Linked DNA regions of Gossypium hirsutum: region 1 is linked to region 2. Evidence: chromatin contacts called from public Hi-C data. All regions are on one chromosome and are shown on one strand. The core of a region is the stretch at or near the end of the contact, and the rest is flanking DNA. Distances in the headings are between cores, read along the strand shown.

Region 1 (3,268 bases), core at 749-3,248, 120 kb before region 2:
TATAATTTTTTTTAATATAAATTTTCTCAAAAAAAAATTTAAGGATTCATAATTGAATTATGAAAATTTTAAGAGATTCAAATGTAATTTTATCATGTATTAATTTATAATTTTGTTATTTTTAAAGGGATTAAATAGATTTTTTTCATATTTAGAGGATACCAAAGTGCAACATGATATAATTTCATTATTTTTAAAGGATTAAATATTTTTTTATATTTAATAAATTAAAAAAATTTTATCTTATATTAATTTACAATTTTATTATTATTTAAAGGAAAACTAAAATTTTATAGCACCTGCCAGCCTCTCAACTTCCCTCTAACCGTATAAGTAGAGTCAGTGCGCCCCACCCCAACAAAAAAAAAAAATCCTAATAATCAGCCTAATTGCTTTGGTAGGAAGAAATTACGTGTTAGAACAAACAAAAGAATAAAGCCTTGTTATAGAATAGTGATTGGGCGGTGGTGGTGTTGGCTAAAATCTCCACTTTCCTCTCTCTTTCTGCTGCCTCCTTTGTTGATAGACTCATAAATTCATAACCCAAATTCCATGTTTTGAATCAAAAAGTAAATCAAATGCCAACTCAAAGCTGACGAGATTTGGATCATAGGAACCGAAATGCTATGACTAGAGTAAGCAACCAGCAATTTAATGGGTAAATTACAATGGGAAGGGTCTCTAGAATCACTCTTTCATTAAATTTGATGATTGCGTGATGGGGTCAAATTACTATATTTGTGATTTTTCCAAATCCCAGATGATAAAACAGTGGTGTGGACTATTAAGGCACTTGTAACCATTTATGTAAATTCCTTTATATATCTGTTAACATTTTAGGTTTTCAATCTAATTTCATTCTCACCACTCAACATAAATATTTCAAGGTTGAATTTCAATTTATTAAAAAAATATAAATTTTAATTTAATTTTAATTTTTAAATAATAAAGTAAGTTTATTACTTGAGGTTGGATAAAAACAATGAATGAGTAGTTATTATATAATTTTAAATATTAGAGTCTACTCTTGTGACATATTTTCTCCGTTTGCTCTTGTGGTACATTTTTTTATCTATTTTTGTGGCACACTTTTTTCCATTTTCTCTTCTTTTTTGTCATTTTGTTGGGTTTTTCTCTTTTTGGGATCTTGTTGTCTTCATGATAGAGGTTGCTCTTGCATGATTGTTGATCAAAGAAGGAGACGATGAGGCTTGACAAACTGATACGATGGTGAAGATATTAATCAGGATCTTGACTATTGCTTTGTAAGGCGCTTTCTTACTGCTAGTGTTATTCATTTTAAGTCTATGAGGAACACATTGGTTAATTTGTGACATTCGGGGGGTGGTGTTTCAAAATCGAATCTCGAGGAGAAAAGTTTTATTATGATTTTGTTATCAATAGGATTATGGAAGGGGGGTCTTGCACTTTCAATAATCACCTTTTGTTGGTTTAGAAGGTTGAAAAGCGTGAAGATCATTTAAGAGTTTCGTTATTTCTTGTTTTTTGGGTTCAATTTCAAGACCTTTTGGTACTTTTTATCGGTTATGATTTGAAATCTATAAGCTCTGGGTATCGCAAGTATATGGGAGTTCAAGTTCATGTGCATGTATGTCTTTCGCTAAAGAGAAAGAAGAAGATTGCATTTTCACAAACTTAAGAGGTCTATCTCAACTTTCAATATAAAAGATTTACTTTGTTTTGCTTTGTGTGTGGTTGTCTTGGACACGAGGAAATTTTTGCCCAAAATGTATCAAGCCAAAAGAGCAGTTTTCAAATAGGATATCTCGTTAAGGGCTTGAAGTTAGAGAGCTACCTTGCTATCTAGTTGTTGGTTGCGAGAGGAAAGTGGACAAATTACCCCTAGATTTTGGGGGATAAAATTGACTGAAGAGAATATCAAAGAGGTTTTTCCAAAATGAAATTTTATGCATGAAGTTAGCATCAATCTAGGATTAAATTTAGGGGGTCATCTTAAATGTGGAGATAGTAAGGAGATAGATAAGGATGGGGCTGAGATGGGTCAGAACCAACAAATGGGCCTTGATTCAAAAGATAGGCCTATAGAGATTGTTGATGGGAAAAAGTAGTTAAGGGTCTCGACTTGTATTTTTTCAAGGGCGAATAAAGATGCTTCAACTGTAGCATCCAATTGGCAATCTTTTGCACATCATAATGAGTTATAGGTAGGTCTGGAGAGCTAAACTAACTAAACACCAAGAAGGCCCTTAGCTAGAATGTCCATGGATTGGGGAATCTTATTACAATCCGTCAACTTCAATTTTTACTCAGGCATGTCAACCCACTATAATGTTCTTGATAGAAACTAAGCTATAGGCTACAAGGATGGAAAAGTTTAAGAGAAAGTGTGACTATATTAATGGTTTTAATGTAAGTTCAGTTGTAGTAGAGGTGGTTTATATTTGGCTTGGAAACAAAATTACCAGATTACTTTGAGGAGTTTCTCACATGGTCATATCGATGTTCATATACATGAAGATTGATGTAGTTAGAGATTGATAGAGTTTTATGGTACCCCGAAGGAGCATCATCGTGGGTAGTCATGGGATTTGTTAAAATGACTTTGCTAAAATTTAGATAAGTCGTGGTTAGTTTTGGGGATTCTAACGAAATTGCTTACTCTTTTGAGAAACGCAAGGGTCAAATTCATAATGAAAGGTGCATGGTGGATTTTAGAGCAGATTTGGATGATTGATAGAGTTTTGTGGTGCCTCAGATGAGCATCGTCGTAGGGAGTCATGGGATCTGTTAAGATAAATTTGCTAAAATATAGATATGTGATAGTTAGTTTATAGGGATTTTAACGAAATTGCTTACTCTTTTAAGAAGTGCGTGAGTTGGACTTGTAATGAAAGGTGCATGTCAGATTTTCGAGCAACTCTAGGTGATTGTTGGTTGGTTGATCTAGGCTTCTAAGGTCCTTGTTTTACTTAGGAGCGTGGCAGGTTACTAGAAAATAACATCAAAGAACATTTAGATATATGTGTTGCAAATCTGAGTTAGATTGATTTATTTTCAGTTCATAAAGTTAAATATTTGTGACATTCCAATTTTTTTATCACTACTCATTGCTTGTAGAAATGGGAGGTGGAGGTCAAAGTAGGGATCGCAAGATCCACCAGTATCAATTTGAGGTTCATTAGCTTCTGGAGCCTAGTTGTGAAGAGGAGATAAAGAGGACATGAACCTTTGTCGTTGGATTGGTTTCGGAGAAACTTATTTTGGTTAATAAGCTTCAACATGGTTG
Region 2 (3,179 bases), core at 312-2,811:
GCTATCTTTACTTAAACTATCAGATCCTTCTTCATAATGCTTGTTCTCAGCAGCATGATTTTCAACCACTTGGTATTCTCTGTAACCCTCGTTCTCCACGGCATCATTCTCACAGGTTTGATCTTCACCTCCAGTTTGGCCCTCGGATGAACCTTGGAGAAGAAGTGCCTTCTTCCTGAAGTGAGCTTCAAAGTAAGCTTTCTTCTCTATAACTAAACCTGGTTTCGAGAATTTCTCAACCTCTTCAAGATATTTATTGTGTGAGAAAGAGGATCTCCTTTCCCAAGCTAAGGGCTCATTTTCAAATCTGCCAAATGATATAGAACCAGAATGCAAAGATTCTGTCTGCCAAGATTGAAAAGAATGTGGAGTTAGAATAAATCAAATAGGTGGACAAGTTATCAGAGAATAAAGTAAATCGTATTTTATGATCCAGTTCATGGATCAGAAACTCATAAAAATGGTTAGCAAGATCAAAATTCACCAGCACTTAAATACCCATTGGTAGAGGTACTTGAGATACCGTAAGCCATTATAGCTAAAGACAATCTTCTGTAGATTTTCAACTTCTCAAAAATAATATAGTAGACATTTCTAATGACACAAAAGTGGTTCCATAGATAATTTGAAGTTTGAAAAAGAATAACTAACATATCTAATACTATAATTATAAGTTAATGTCAAAACTAATGGCTAACATACATACCATCTCCTAAGAACAATTGCATTTCTTTGTCTGAGATACATTATGTATGTTTTTGTGAATACATGACATTTTATTCAATAATATCATCAAAAATTGAGATAGGAAACAGTGATCATGATCAAACTAGAACTAATCGAGATATGGACTAGAGAAACTGAAACCTAAATAGCAAGTAAATGAACTTGAGTCATCCAAAAGGGGATATATATGTACAAACTATGAACATGAAGTAAGTTCGTTTTGCAAATGAAGTGAACCAACCACTACAATTTTTTTTTCTTGTTTTAAACTTCATAAGTGAGATTATCATTTCATTAGTTAAAAACAAATTGAGATTCCACCATTTCTAAACATAAACCGGTTTCACAATATTCAGTAAGCACTACAACAATTATCCAGTTGACAAATATAATTCCATTGATGAAACACATAATAGAAATTCCAAACACCTAACCAAAAGGAAAGAAAGAGCAAGAAAATTTACCAGAAAACTAATGTTGAAAGGCTCTTGAAACTCTCCCGCCATTCGCAGCAGTTACCTCAAAATTCAAGAGTGAGGAAGCTACATCCCCAGCGTATCAAACGGATCCAGTCAATCAAATTCAAAACAAAACACATTTCTTCACAACTTCAACAGTAATACACGAATCTTAACTAAAAGTGCTTTGCGAGTAACACGCCAAAAACAAAAAAAGCCAAAGCTCCAAGGTTTTTTTTTGTTTTGTTTGTTTTTCTCGTTTATTTTCAGATCTTTCTAAAAAAAGGAATAAAAATTGTGAATTTGTTTGTGTATAGTAGTAAGAGTAGAAAGTTTGTGAACGTAATGAAGAGCTTAAAAAGGTTGATCCATCAATTCAATCATTATTTATTTATTTTCGTTAAAAAAAACCCTTTTATCATGTGGGGTTGGTTGTCCTTTTTGTCTTGTCCTCATCAGATCATCACCGCACTTATAATCGGACGGCTGTGATTATGGATCAGACTTCAGAGGAGGAAGAAGATCTAGAGAAAGCTCGCATTCGGATTGGGAACGACACCGTTTTCTGGTATGGTTGGCAATGCAAGTGTTGGGTAATGTCCCACGTTTGAGCTTCATTTATCTGTTGTTGACTTTCCCAGCAGTGCTTTTACGACTTATGGTCACTATGGGGTCTCTGAAGGCCGAGAATACTTTTAACATTTTTTTCTTAAGTTACTTAAAGCTTATTTTATATTATAATTTGTAAGAGATTAATAAGATTAATCCACTGTTTATGTACAATTTTTCATGTAATTTTTTTTTGAAATAATAAAATCGAAATCTTTTAAGTTTAATTTCCGCTATATATTTGTTAAAAAAAATTCCATCATCATGTGGCTATTTATTCAATATTTGTTTCTTTTTTTTAATTAGAATCAAATCATTTTAATCAATTTAATTGTAGTATAAAAAATATATAAACTTGATGAGTAAATTTTTTTTGTTGCGTCTCATTAAATGGGACAATCGAATATTTATATACATGGTTAGTGTTTATAAAATTAATTTTCTTAGTAGACTCTATGCATACAGGACATGTGTACTATTCTAGGTTGTTTACTAGACTTCGTGACCCCACATGCAAGCTCCTTAGATATATATGAGCAGAGACAACAAGCTCCCCTTGCGAGCACCAAGTGAGTGTAAACTGAGACCGCAAACTTCCTTTACAAACTTCCAGATCACGGGTGGGCGACCTGGACCTTATCTGATTCTCGAGTTAATGATCATAAGTACATAACAAAACCTTTTAAAAATAAGATAATATATAATTAAAAATTTTAATTAATATAAATGAGATTTATAATCATTTTAATATTCTCATTAAATCAAAGCGTTTAATCTTTATATAGAAATATATATAACATAAAAATCAATTGATATTTTAATTAAAATTATAAAATTACATATTTAATATTTAATGTGCCCTTTATTCAAATCAAATCACATCATAATAATATAAATTATTTTATAAAAAAAAGAACGAAATTTTAATAATTACCTAATGAAATTGAAATTTGATTAATAAATCCAATTAATTCAATTAAAAATTTTGTCATAATAGAGATATATGGATTATTATCCTATCGGAAAATTAGAATCAATTAGATATCGTGGGTAATATGCCTATCGGAAAAAAAACAATTGAAAGTTTATTTTTTAATCTAGTAGGGGTTGCAAACTAAACTACTAATGTAATTTGTTCTCTCTTCTGGATCTTTATATTTATTAATATTTCTTGTTTAATAAAATGATTGACTAAATTTATTTTTATTATAGATTTAATGATATTTGTTGGAGATAAATTCAAATTAAGCAACAAACAAGAATGAATAAAGAAAATTAGATACAAATATTTACATAAAAAAACTCAAAGATAAAAAACCACGGGTAAAGAAAAACTTCACTAAAAACGACGAATAACCGAAGAAGAGTATAAGATAGAAAAAAATT

Evidence for each region. Hi-C and Micro-C count contacts between places; a contact is called where the count stands out from the background.
Region 1: a Hi-C map of leaf shows a contact between it and region 2, with 3 times the contacts expected there. The contact joins the enhancer-like site here to the promoter of LOC107910037 in region 2. A contact is called at or near these places in 2 of 34 Hi-C or Micro-C datasets (both in leaf).

The regions. Positions count from the first base shown.
Region 1 is chrD02:54,771,916-54,775,183 of Gossypium_hirsutum_v2.1, reverse strand. No RefSeq gene overlaps it. Among protein-coding and RNA genes, the nearest start is that of LOC107910033, 25 kb to the left of the region's middle. Within about 2 kb of position 1,998, at least 4 of the 9 cell types and tissues checked have an H3K27ac peak or open chromatin away from gene starts, as enhancers often do. A contact at or near this core is called in leaf, where this site is marked.
Region 2 is chrD02:54,654,184-54,657,362 of Gossypium_hirsutum_v2.1, reverse strand. LOC107910037 (protein WVD2-like 7) reads right to left here and starts at 1,561. Exons shown (of 9, transcript XM_016837776.2): 1 at 1,191-1,561; 2 at 1-345. The coding sequence starts at 1,232.